2 separate regions of the Mus musculus genome follow, and region 1 is linked to region 2. The links are chromatin contacts, called in public HiChIP or PLAC-seq maps. All regions are on one chromosome and are shown on one strand. Each heading gives the region's core, a stretch centred on a gene start, on an enhancer-like site or on the middle of the called end of the contact. The rest is flanking DNA. Distances are from core to core; before and after follow the strand shown. Region 1 holds the start of Pgpep1 (pyroglutamyl-peptidase I). Region 2 holds the start of Tm6sf2 (transmembrane 6 superfamily member 2).

Region 1 (5,660 bases), core at 1,378-3,877, 590 kb after region 2:
TTTGTTTGTTTGTTTTTCGAGACAGGATTTCTCTGTGTAGCCCTGGCTGTCCTGGAACTCACTCTGTAGGCCAGGCTGGCCTCTGCCTCCCAAGTGCTGGGATTAAAGGTGTGTTCCACCATACCAGGTCAATTGAAAAGGTTTTCAGCTACTGCTCAGGAGGCTGAGGCAGGAGGATCATGAGCTTGGGCTATATAGAATTACATCTTGGGTTTAAAAAAAAAAAAAGTCAAGGTTAAAATTCACTGTTAAATTGTATTAAGTACTTGGAAAGATACTCAGCTCCTGGCGAGGCTCCTCCCCCAGATCAGAGTTACCTGGACAGCGATCCAGCTGGCATTCACAGTATGCTCCCCAAAAGGGCCGAATCCTGAAAACAGGAAAAGAGAAGTTATTCTCTCTTCTTACCTGAGTTCTGAAATCTCATCCCCAGACACACCCCTATTCTAGCTTCTTATCCAGTCCTTCCTGGTATGCCCCAGCTATGGGCTGTGGCCTCAACTTGCTGAGTCCTGGGGTGACAGGCACAGGCTTCCTTGTCCCAATTGGGTCCTCACACCTGGGAGGACCTAGTTAGCCTCTCTCTTCAATGCTCTGTTCTCCAGCCAAAATCCAACTACTCTATCACTGTCTGGGTGGGGCTGTGGACCACCACTACTTTAAGATTAGCTCACAGAGACTGGGAGGGGGGTGTCTCCAGGACAGGCTGGGTGGACACCAGACTGCTTCTGCTTTTGGTCAGTTCAACCTTCAACCTCCAGGTCCTATCTCTGACCAAGACAGACCTCCAAGGCCTTGTGGCATTTGGCTCCATTCCCTCTGAAGTCAGGGTTTCCAGGGCCTAACTGTCATGAGCAAGAAGTGACGCAGAGAGGGGGCTGACTCTACCAGGTCACACAGCAGGAGTGGGAAGAGGCTGGGATTTATCCCATATGGGTAACTCGGCCTCCTTCTCTAGCCACTGGGTTGCCAAGAAAAGTTAAATTGAGAAAAACAAAAACCAGCCCACTGGCCTCTGGGTGCCATGGTGCAGACCCAGACTCCAAGACTGTTTCAGGCCAGTCCAGGCTACATGAGACCCTGCTTCAAAATAAATAAATACAGCTGGAAAGATACCTCAGTCAGTTGCCACACAGGGCCCGAGTTCAGCTCTCCAGCACCATATACCGGAGGTGAGGAGGCACAAACTTGTATTCCCAGGGCTGAGGAAGCAGAGACAGGCAGTCTGGGGCGCTATGGCCAGTTAGTCTAGCCTAACTGGCAAGCTCTAGAGCAGGGGTTCTCAGCCTTCCTAATGCTGCCATCCTCTCTTTCTTTCTCTCTTTTGCTACTTCATAACTGTAATTTTGCTATTGTTATGAATCATAATATAAAAATCTGTGTTTCCCCACAATCTGAGGTGACCCTTGTGAAAGGGTCAATTGGCCCACAAAGGGGTCGTGACTCACAGGTTGAAAAATGCTACCTCTGAATGCGTCCTAAATTGAGACACTTTCTCAAAACAGAGGTGGATGGAGCCTGAGTAATGACACCCAAGGTTAACCTCTACACACACACACACACACACACACACACACACACACACACATCTAAGAACCTGGGTTAGTGTAACTCAGGTGGTAAGAGCCTGCTGCCAGTGTTAAGAGGTTAAGAGAGAGCCACCATACCTCAGGACAGCAGGTAGAGGACACATCTTGGGGCATCTCATCATGGTGGCACATGCTGCTCACCCTATCATTTGGAAGTTTGAAGCTAAATCATCACCCTGGGTTTGTAGCCAGCCTTGGTCACAGAGTTAAGTTCCAGGTCAGCAGGATAGTGCAACAGAATGAGACTCTATCTTAATAAACCAACCAACCAAATAAACACCCCCACCCCCAGAATGCTCCAATGGATCAGGGACACTGTCGTTCACACTTGTACTGCAGGGAACAGCAGGGAGAAAGTCCCAACCTTTCTCAGTTATAAAACACCTGTAGGAGTGGGAGTTTTTCCTGGCTCACTCCCTGTGGCCTCTCAGGGCAGAGGCTAACCCGAGTGCCCTCCTCCAAGGCCTGGAAATAAGAACAGTTGGCTTCCGGGGGTGCTGGTGACAGTAGGAGCTGGTCTCTAGAGTCCCTGGGTCATTCCGGGGTCAGGTTGACTCCAGGCCCAACACCTGCCCCAAACCGGGTTGCAGGCCCCTCCAACAATACAAGGTGCCAGGAGCAGAAGCTGAGCGGATCGTATGTCACTGGGACTTTTCCTGGCCGTAAACCCGCCTTTGTCCCCGGGGTCAGCGGGTGGGGACATGCCAGAGCTCTGAAGAGGCAGGGAGGGACTGCAGTACGCGAGGTGACCTGTCTGCACCCTAGTCCCCGCGCACTCCGAACTCCCGGCCGCGTGACCCCGGACTTTCCAGGTTACCAGGACCGAACGGTGCTATCGCGGGCGGCGACAACTGCAAACCTCTGGCAACCGCGAACACTTGCCCCGCCGCCCCGGTCCAGATGCACCTACCGGTTACCACTACCGCCTTCCGCGGCTGCTCCATGGTGGAATGCACTCTCTAGGATCCTGGCTGTAGGGACTGGAGCGGACACGGACCCCCGAGCCCCGCCCGGCCGCTCGGCCCCGCCCCCTAACGCTGGGCCTGCGCGGACACGCCCCGGACACGCCCCCGACCAGCTGTACGCTCCCCTGCGCGGCCCCCCGGGTTCCGCCGAGCCCCAAGCGCACCACTACACCCTGGACCCCAACGCCCGGGCCAGGCCATTCCTAGGCCACGCCTCCTAGAAACCACACCCCTAGCCAACCCCGCCCCCAGTCTTCCAAAGACCCTCCTCCAGGTCCTGTAAGGGACCCACCACGCCCCCAAGAATCACACGCCTGGAGCTTTCCAAACTCTCAGGTCGGGGTCACGCTCCAGCCAGGTCCCAAGCTCCCAAGACACTCCCAAACCCATCCTTAAAACAACTGGGCCCAGGTCATGTACCTCCGCCTACTCCCACGCAAGTGCAGATCCTTCCAATGCCCCTCGGCCAGGCCGCAGTCCACGTTCACACCCGCGACCCATGACATCCCTGGCTCAGGCCATGCTCTCTGAAACTTCTTCCTTCTAAAATCTACTCCGCCCTGAACCCACCTAGGGCAACGACCCCGACCCCCCTTCCCTTTATGCCACTGAAAACACTGAGCTGGGCATGCATACCGGGTCTCCATCTAGGCTCCGCCCCCAGTCTACCACCGCCAGGTTCCCTGTGGCCGCAGGGCTCACAAGGTACCTGGAGCCATGCCCCGCCCCAAGTATCGACCAGCCCAGGCCATCTCCCCTGGTCCCCCTGCCTGGCCACGCCTATTCGCTGCCAGGACCCTCCCCCTACTTGAATTTTAAACGTGCCTCCAACACGTAAGTGGGCAATGGGAGTGTGCTCCGCTCCAACCTTCTCAGTCTCAGTTTCTCTTCCTGTAAGACATAGGGCGGGGGAACAATTTGATTGTGTTCACTCATCACAGTTTACAAACAAGGACACCGAGGCATGGCTCTGAGGAAGACAGAAGTGTCACTTCAGCAGAAAGCTGAGGGAGGGGCGCAGGAGGAAGAGCTTTGACTCTCTGCCAACATGGCTAACTGGAATACTTCCTTTCCTTGGCTCCAGGTTGCACCTTATTACCCCAGAGCCTTTGCTCACCTGCACATCTAGCTGTTCACTGCCCAGACTTCCTCCTCCTGCAGTCCTTCTCCGACTGTCATCTCCTTTTAAGGACGCTGTTTTTCCATCCCCTACCTGGACATCGTTTAGGCTCATCTTAAGGAGGTCCCATTTTTCTAATGTTTCATATTTTTAAAAATCTTTTTTTTTTTTTTTTTTTTTTTTTGGTGTTTTCGAGACAGGGTTTCTCTGTATAGCCCTGGCTGTCCTGGAACTCACTTTGTAGACCAGGCTGGCCTCGAACTCAGAGATCTGCCTGCCTCTGCCTCCTGAGTGCTGGGATTAAAGGCATACGCTACCACGCTCGGCTTTAAAAAATCTTATTTGTTACTATGGTGTGTGTCACTTCAGCTGCTTTAGGGTTAGCCTGTCAAGGCAGCCTTTTGCTGAAGGCTGGTGTTTGACCTGGTGCCCAACCACCATTTGGGTACCTGGGACATCCCCTGCCTACCCTGTAATCCTCTATTGTGATTTCTGCAAAAACACCAGGAGAAAACAGAGCCCCCTATCTGTGTCTGCAGAGGCAGGGTGGGGCCTTACTGAGCCACAAGCATCTTGTTCCAAGCAGTTATGACCCTCCATGTTCCGGGACACTGGGGGAACACTGGCTCCCATGCACAGCCAAGAACCCTTCCTCTGACTGCATAGCATATAAACAGACAAACGGATCCATAGTATGTTGGGGGAGGGGCAATAGGAGAGAGAGAGAGAGAGAGAGAGAGAGAGAGAGAGAGAGAGAGAGAGAGAGAGCAAGAGCACATGCAGGGTAATTAGGAGAATGAGTAGATGGGGGCCCTCATTGGACTGAGTTTAGGCTGGGGAAGAAGACAGGAAGGGCTAGCGAGAACTGTGAATTGAGAGACAGTTACTTGAGACACTAAGGGAGCCTGGAGGCCAGCATGTGCTTTGGTCTGCTGATAGGCACCACTGGTAGCCATATGTTCCTTCTGCCTGAAGTAAGAGTAAGAAATGACTCCTTTTGGTAGATGGGAAATAATTTCCAAGATCCTGAGGAAATCCAGCATTTACTTAACTGCTAGAAATCTTCCCATAGCCCAGGTTGAACTCATTTCTGGATAGCTGGACTGCCTTTTGGGGCTTGGAGAAATAATTTCCTTTGGACCTGATACCAGGGAGTCCTGTGTACAAGCCCAGGCTGGAAGTCACACTCAACACAGCTTATTTGAGCTCTGGCATCCTTATGGATGGTTGGAACATCTAAGAGCCCAGGTCCCAATACACCCAGAGACACACTCATAATCCAGAGGTACCCAGAAGGCTGCAATCAATTATGTAACTTTAATTTGTTTAATTTTTTTATTTTTTAAAGATTTATTTATTTTATTTATATGAAGATACTGTAGCTGTCTTCAGCCACACCAGAAGAGGGCATCAAATCTCATTATAGATGGTTGTGAGCCACCATGTGGTTGCTGGGAATTGAACTCAGGACCTCCAGAAGAGCAGTTAGTGCTCTTAACTGCTGAGCCATCTCTCCAGCCCCCTAATTTTTTTTATTTATTTATTTATTTATTTATTTATTTATTTATTTATTTATTTATTTTTCGAGACAGGGTTTCTCTGTTTAGCCCTGGCTGTCCTGGAACTCACTCTGTAGACCAGGCTGGCCTCGAACTCAGAAATTTGCCTGCCTCTGCCTCCCAAGTGCTGGGATTAAAGACATGTGCCACCACTGCCCGGCCTAATTTTATTTTTAAAGATGGTTTTTAAATGCTTTAACCTCCCTTTTAGCTCACCACCCATCAGAGGTAGTGAAAAAGAAAGGATACGGGGAGGGGCAGAGTGGGCCTGTTTAGAAATGGTTCTTTGGAGCAACTCCTGGCTGTGTCGTCTAGAAATCAGCAGTTCAGGTGACAGGGTAGCAGTGGCAGCTAGATCTACTCACAAACACTTTACAAATACACCAGCAGTCCAGTTCAGTAGAGTTGGGATAGCAAACATGAATTA
Region 2 (6,237 bases), core at 2,770-5,269:
GGCTTCCCTTCCCAGAGGTGTTTGGTGGCTTCTGTCAATCAGATGGGTTATCACAGCACTTTTCCTATGAATCAGTGCAGCTCCACCTCAAGTTCAAAAGATAATGCAAAATTTAAATGTCAGTAGCTTTGAGGATAGCTGGTTGTCTTCCTGAGGGGGCCACTTGGTAGAGTCTTATGTCAGACTAAATCCAATGGGCATCTACACCAGATAGCATGTGCATGGCTCATAGTCATCTACATAGCTCAGCTCCTTTCTGTTGCTTTGCTAGGCCTCTGCCCTGTCTCCATTAGCGTGTGGTGTTGAGTGAGGACTCAGGCCAGGTTTCTATTCTGGGATATGGGACCCTCTCTGATCCTTAGCCACAAATGTTGTGAAGCCTCCTGGAGGCTTTCTAAAGAAGTGAACAACCAGAACACATGAGAGCCTCTACCACAGTGGAGTGTCTCTGGGTCTGCTTTGGAGCCTGCATGGGGTGCCATGGGCAGAGTTGACACCAGGAGTGCCTGCCACTTTGTTACTGTCCTGTCCTGTTTTCTATTTCTAGTTCAGGATCTCAAAGGGCTTGGCTATGAGAAGGGGAAACCTGTGGGCCTGGTGGGTGTCACAGAGCTGTCTGATGCACAAAAGAAGCAGCTGAAGGAGCAGCAGGAGGTAAGGCCACAGGCAGGTAACTCAGCTCTGCCCTAAGATGAAGGGTCACATGAGTATTAATGTATGAGTGCTATCTGAGGAGTCCCTAACAGGCAAGTCCCCAGGGCCTATAGACTGTTCCTAAAGAGAGGTCTCACATTCGATCTCCCCTTCCCCAGCTTCCTCCAGTCTCTGGGTATATTCTCCTATGCTTTGGGACCCTGATGATCTGAGACATTGATGTCTGACCTCACCATCGAGGAGTCTGCTGGGCAGATTAAGCTCCTAGCCCCACCCTGCAATAGGCCTGCAGCCTGATGTCAGCTACTGTCCTTGTTCTGTGGCTGAGAGTCCCTACCCATGCTGGGACATGGATGTGACAGGCTGCAGCTCTTGCCCTGCCTGCTCTTCTGAGCAAGGAGATCTTTTCAATGAGCACTTGCCTATCCACTCCGCAGATGCAGCAGATGTATGACATGATTATGCAGCACAAGCGCGCCATGCAAGACATGCAGCTTCTGTGGGAGAAGGCGCTGCAGCAACACCAGCATGGCTATGACAGTGATGAGGAGGTAGACAGTGAACTGGGCACCTGGGAGCACCAGCTGCGACGCATGGAGATGGACAAGACACGGGGTATGTGGGACATGAAAAGAGGGTGAACCCCACTTACCTGCACCACTTGGCCATGGCACATGGTCTAGAGGCTCCACCGATCCAGAAATAGCACCATTGCTATCGACTACTTTCTCATCCCTTGCCACTCACTCATCTTCCTCTCCTCTCTGAGCAGAGTGGGCAGAGCAGCTGACACAGATGGGTCGGGGCAAGCACTTCATCGGTGACTTTCTGCCCCCTGATGAGCTGGAGAAGTTCATGGAGACCTTCAAGGCCCTGAAGGTGGGGAAGCCGATGGGCAGGCATGGACAGGAGGGGAATTAACACATAGTGTAGTGTCTTCCAGCCAGTGGGAAATCACAGTTTCAGAGCTGGGGCCCAAGGATAGCTTTTCTTTCTTCCTTAAAACAGGATCTTGTCATGCAGTCCTCACTGATCTGGAACTTGTGTAGATCAGGCTAGCCATGTTCTTTTGTCATGTTCCTCTGCCACCCAATTGCAGAAAGGCACCGTCTTGCATGCTGCCCCACTGTGGTGGGCTCAAGAACCAGGGGGCTGATGAGACATGAATTGGCATTTCTTTGTATCCCATAGTTATGTCTGTTTAGCATTCTGTGTGACAGATTGTTCCCAAGCTGGGTATTCAGAACAAATTGCTCTTAGAACATGAGCTACTCTTGGCCTGTAAACTGTTAACGTCCCAAACAGGCCATGTTAATGGTCACCTTGTCCCCTTTGACTTGAGTGCCTGGAAGCTCAGCCCTTTGAAGACAGCATAAGGATGAAGAGCTTGATTTATTTCAGTGGAGTCAACCACTGATGGCTGGGGCACATGGGTGGAACCAGTCTGGCATGAGGCTAACTAAGATCAAGTTGGGCAGGCATTGGAGCCAGAACTGGGACCTAGGGACAGCTATAGTCCCCATGGCTGGCAACTTTCTCCTCTCTTCTGTTGCAGGAGGGCAGAGAGCCAGACTACTCAGAATATAAGGAGTTTAAGCTGACGGTGGAAAACATTGGCTACCAGATGCTCATGAAGATGGGCTGGAAAGAGGGCGAGGGGCTGGGCACTGAGGGCCAGGGCATCAAGAACCCAGTGAACAAGTGAGTGCTGCCACAGGGCTTGCGGGAGCACACAGATGGACAAGTCCTAAGGTTCCAGCTAGTGACAACTAGTTCTGGTTTAACTAGTATGTAAAGCCTTGCTACCCACACTGCTTGACCGTGAAGCTGGCCTCTGACCCCATGTCTGAGTGAATCTAGGACCTGCCAACCCTGCCACCAGTCCCCACCCCAGTACCCCAGAAGCCCTTCCTGTCTGTCTCATCCTGGTTCCTACTCATGACTGCTGGTTTTCCTTCCACAGGGGTGCCACCACAATAGATGGAGCTGGCTTTGGCATCGACCGGCCAGCTGAACTCTCCAAGGAGGATGATGAGTACGAGGCCTTCCGCAAGAGGATGATGCTGGCCTACCGATTCCGGCCCAACCCGCTGGTGCGTGCCTCCCTGACTGCCTGTTAGTTTGAGAGAGATGACAAAACCCCTGCTGTAGCCCTCACAGGATGTCAGCTCTGCTGCCTGCAACGTTGTGGAGGGAGGACCTATAGTTTTCCACTAACACTCCTTTGATCTTTTTGGGCTTCCACAGAACAACCCCAGACGGCCCTACTACTGAATATTCTGGAAACACAAAGTCTACATTCAGATCGGCCATCCTTGGACTATGAAATGTTCTGGCATCCATCTCTATCCTGTGGTCACAAGTGTTGTGCTGTGTATTAAAGTCCCAATGCTCACCTGTCCAGCATTCCAGTTCCTGCTGTTGCCAGAAACCTCTTTTGTCCCTCCTCCAGTCCCACTGAGGCTCATTGAGTTCACAGTAACTGGAGACCAGCCAGTTGATTCAGACTTTACCCCAGGCAGAGGAAAAAGAGGCTTCCAAACACTTCATGATATGTGCATGGGCTGGTGTGGACTGGGCACAGCTGGAGTATGGGTAGGGCCTGTCTAGAGGCAGAGGCCTGGGCTGTCTCATGTATTGCTCACTGCATAGCTGCAAGAGCCCAGCTGGAGCCCGTGATGGTCAATCTTTGCAGCTTCATCCCATTTGTGCTGCCCTGGATCCTCCCCAGACCTCTCCAGCTAGTCAAAGTCCTCAAGAGAATAAGAATGATAAATCTGAGTACTCCAGTCTTGCTCCTCTGGTCTTCCATCTCCCCAATGTTTCCCTCTCCCAAGATCTGGTTGGGCATGACACAAAAGGTCCTAGAGTTGGCAGAGCTGAGTAGTGGGAGTGTGGCCAGGGGCTGGACTGCAGTGTGTACAAGTTGTGAGTGTAGGGCCTGGGGGCGGGGCCATGTAGAGCGTGGCTGCACTCTTGAGCTAATGCCTGTGAGTAGGGCTAGGAGAGGTGAATGGGTCTTAGGTAAGGGACTATTGTGGACTCGGTAAAGGGAAGTCTCTACAGTTCAGCCCCACAGGTGACTAGGGTATGGGGGCGGAGTTATAAGCTGGGTAGAGGTAAGGGGGCATGGCTGCAGATGTGGGACGGCTGAAAACTGGGAAAGGACGCTGTGCAATGGATAAAAGGACTGAGAAAGGGAGCTTATGGGCGGAGTCTCCTGATAGTAGGGCGGCACTCCCCACCCACCCCCTCCGCATACTGGCCAAGAACCTCAACACAGGAAAGGGTGGTGACCAGCTCCTGCGCGGGGCGACCTTTGCGCGCGGGGGGGGGGGGGGGGGCAGGCAGGTTCCTGGCAACTCAGAGCTCTGACGCGCTGCGGTCACGGAGCCAAGCGTCCTGGAGGCCTCGCCGGGGTCGGGGTGCCGCTGCCATGGACATCCCGCCCCTAGCCGGCAGGACTGTGGCAATGTCATTCTGCGCCCTGCCAGTGTCCTACCTACTCAATCAAGTTTCGGCGTTCTCACAGTGCGTTTTCGTCCATGAGGACCATGGGGCTGGAGGGAGGATGAGGGGTAGCAAAATCCCATAGGATGGGAGCTGGGCCGGGGGAACGCCATTGCAAGCAGAAATCCCTCTCCAGCCGCGCTGTCAGGAAGATGAAGTTGTAAGTTTCTGGGGAAAGGTGATGTGGAGCCATAGTGGGTTGTGGCATTTACGAGTATTCCAGGGATGTATGCTGTGCCAGTTCCAAAGTCACCCAGGGTCAAAGTATTTTCCTAGATAAAGCCCAACTCACCCAACTTCCCTGGTACGCATGCCCTGTACCATCGTCTCTGTCTCAGGCCTAGAGTTAACTCCCCCTACAAGCAATGAGCACCCTGTCCCTGACTTCTATCTTCAGATAGACCCCGGAGGTCCAGCAATCCCCTCACTCCAAAGCTCAGTTAACTCAAACAGTGGGATAGAGAGGGCCTTAGCCATAGGTCTGACTCCCTGGTACCTGTCTCCTGAGAGTCTGAGTGAGCCAAGTGCCCTTTGGGAGCCCAGGTCTCTTTATCTATCTGGGTTTCACTATCGTCATGGGTGAGGATCACAAGTTCTGTGCAGTGTCAAGATTAGTGTTGGCATTTTGGTTAAGTAAAACCAGGATGGAGTTTATGAAATGTGGGCCTGGGTAGTTTAGGAGAATTGAACAAAAACTGGCTGTGTGGCACCAGACAGGTGGATTCCCCTCTCTGGGTTTTGGTTTGTTTGTCCAGCTGTGTTAAGGGAAGCCCAGAGACCTGGCTTGTGTTATCTATGCAGCTAGCTGAACTGTCTTATCAGACTGTATAACTTCGGTGTAACTGAGCAAGAATAGGGAAGTGCAGTTGGAGACATTTGGACTTTAGTTGAGAGAAACTGGGAGCCTCAAGAAAATACTAGATTCCCTCCCATCAGAGTCCAACCACATGAAGGGTGAGGCTCAATGAGTGACCTGGCAAATCCAAAGGAATGAGTATTAGCTAATGATGAAACACAGAGATAGGGAAATCAGAGAGGGCTTCCAGTGGGAGCAATATGGATAAGCCTTGAAGTATGAGTAGGAGTTTGCCAAGTAGAAAACCTAACCAAGAAACCACTGATGGAGAAGTCAGGTCTCATTCTCCTTTGCTGACACTTTCTGAATAATTCCTCCAGGAGGTCTCACCCAAGCACTCGATTTTCCCCCAGGCCCCTGTTTGTGGTGCTGACGAGTGCTCTGATACTGGGTCTGCTCTTCCTGGCAGTCTATAGCCTATCTCATGGGGAGATCACCTACGACCCTCTCTATGCTGGTGAGTCATTGGGAGGTGCTGAGGAGCAGGGTTCTCTGGGCAAAGGCTAAAGACCAACCCAAGGACCTCTGTTAGTCTTTGAGTGGTTCCCATTAACTGTGGAACTCGGAGGGCCTGGAATACCATTAGACTGGAGAACCTCAAAGGGTGTCTTTCAGAGGTGGAACTCCAGAGAGAAGTAATTATGTCTTTCTCCCCTATGCCCTTCCCAGGACTCATGTAGCCTGAGCTGACCCTAACTCCTAATCTTCCTGCCTCTATCTGAGTTCTGAATGCTGGAATGACAATGGCACTTTGTCCAGCTCCAGACTTGGGACTTCCTTCATCACATATATAGAATGTAGAATGGATGCTATTATGTGTGGCCTGGTCACCTTTCCTTAGACCTGATGTTTCTTTTTCTCTTTCTTCCTTCCTTCCTTCCTTCCTTCCTTCCTTCCTTCCTTCCTTCCTTCCTTCCTTCCTTCCTTCCTTCCTTTCTTTCTTTCTTTCTTTCTTTCTTTCTTTCTTTCTTTCTTTCTTTCTTTCTTTTTTCTTCTTTCTTCAAGACAGGGTTTCCCTGTATAGCCCTGGCTGTCCTGTAACTCACTCTGTAGACCAGGCTGGTCTTGAACTCAGAAACTTGCCTGCCTCTGCCTCCCAAGTGCTGGGATTAAAGGTGTGCCACCACTGCCCGGCTGGACCTGATGTTTCAAGCCCAATTATAAGCTGAACTAAAAGCTAATGTGGTGCTGAGAGCCTGTAATCCCAGCAATTGGGA

What was found. HiChIP or PLAC-seq counts read pairs in DNA pulled down with a chosen protein or histone mark.
Region 1: a contact with region 2 is called in a FOXA1 HiChIP or PLAC-seq map of pancreatic cancer cells. The contact joins the promoter of Pgpep1 here to the promoter of Tm6sf2 in region 2. A contact is called at or near these places in 1 of 115 datasets of contacts at active chromatin or transcription factors (pancreatic cancer cells) and 1 of 9 other capture datasets (adipose tissue).

Annotation. Positions count from the first base shown.
Region 1 is chr8:70,657,111-70,662,770 of GRCm38.p6, forward strand. Pgpep1 (pyroglutamyl-peptidase I) reads right to left here and starts at 2,628. Exons shown (of 5, transcript NM_023217.4): 1 at 2,500-2,628; 2 at 318-370. The coding sequence starts at 2,533.
Region 2 is chr8:70,068,905-70,075,141 of GRCm38.p6, forward strand. It overlaps Tm6sf2 (transmembrane 6 superfamily member 2), which reads left to right and starts at 4,020. Exons shown (of 10, transcript NM_001293795.1): 1 at 4,020-4,185; 2 at 5,374-5,477. The coding sequence starts at 4,091. It overlaps Sugp1 (SURP and G patch domain containing 1), which reads left to right. Exons shown (of 14, transcript NM_027481.3): 9 at 548-654; 10 at 1,092-1,269; 11 at 1,427-1,533; 12 at 2,210-2,355; 13 at 2,618-2,747; 14 at 2,902-3,443. The coding sequence ends at 2,928.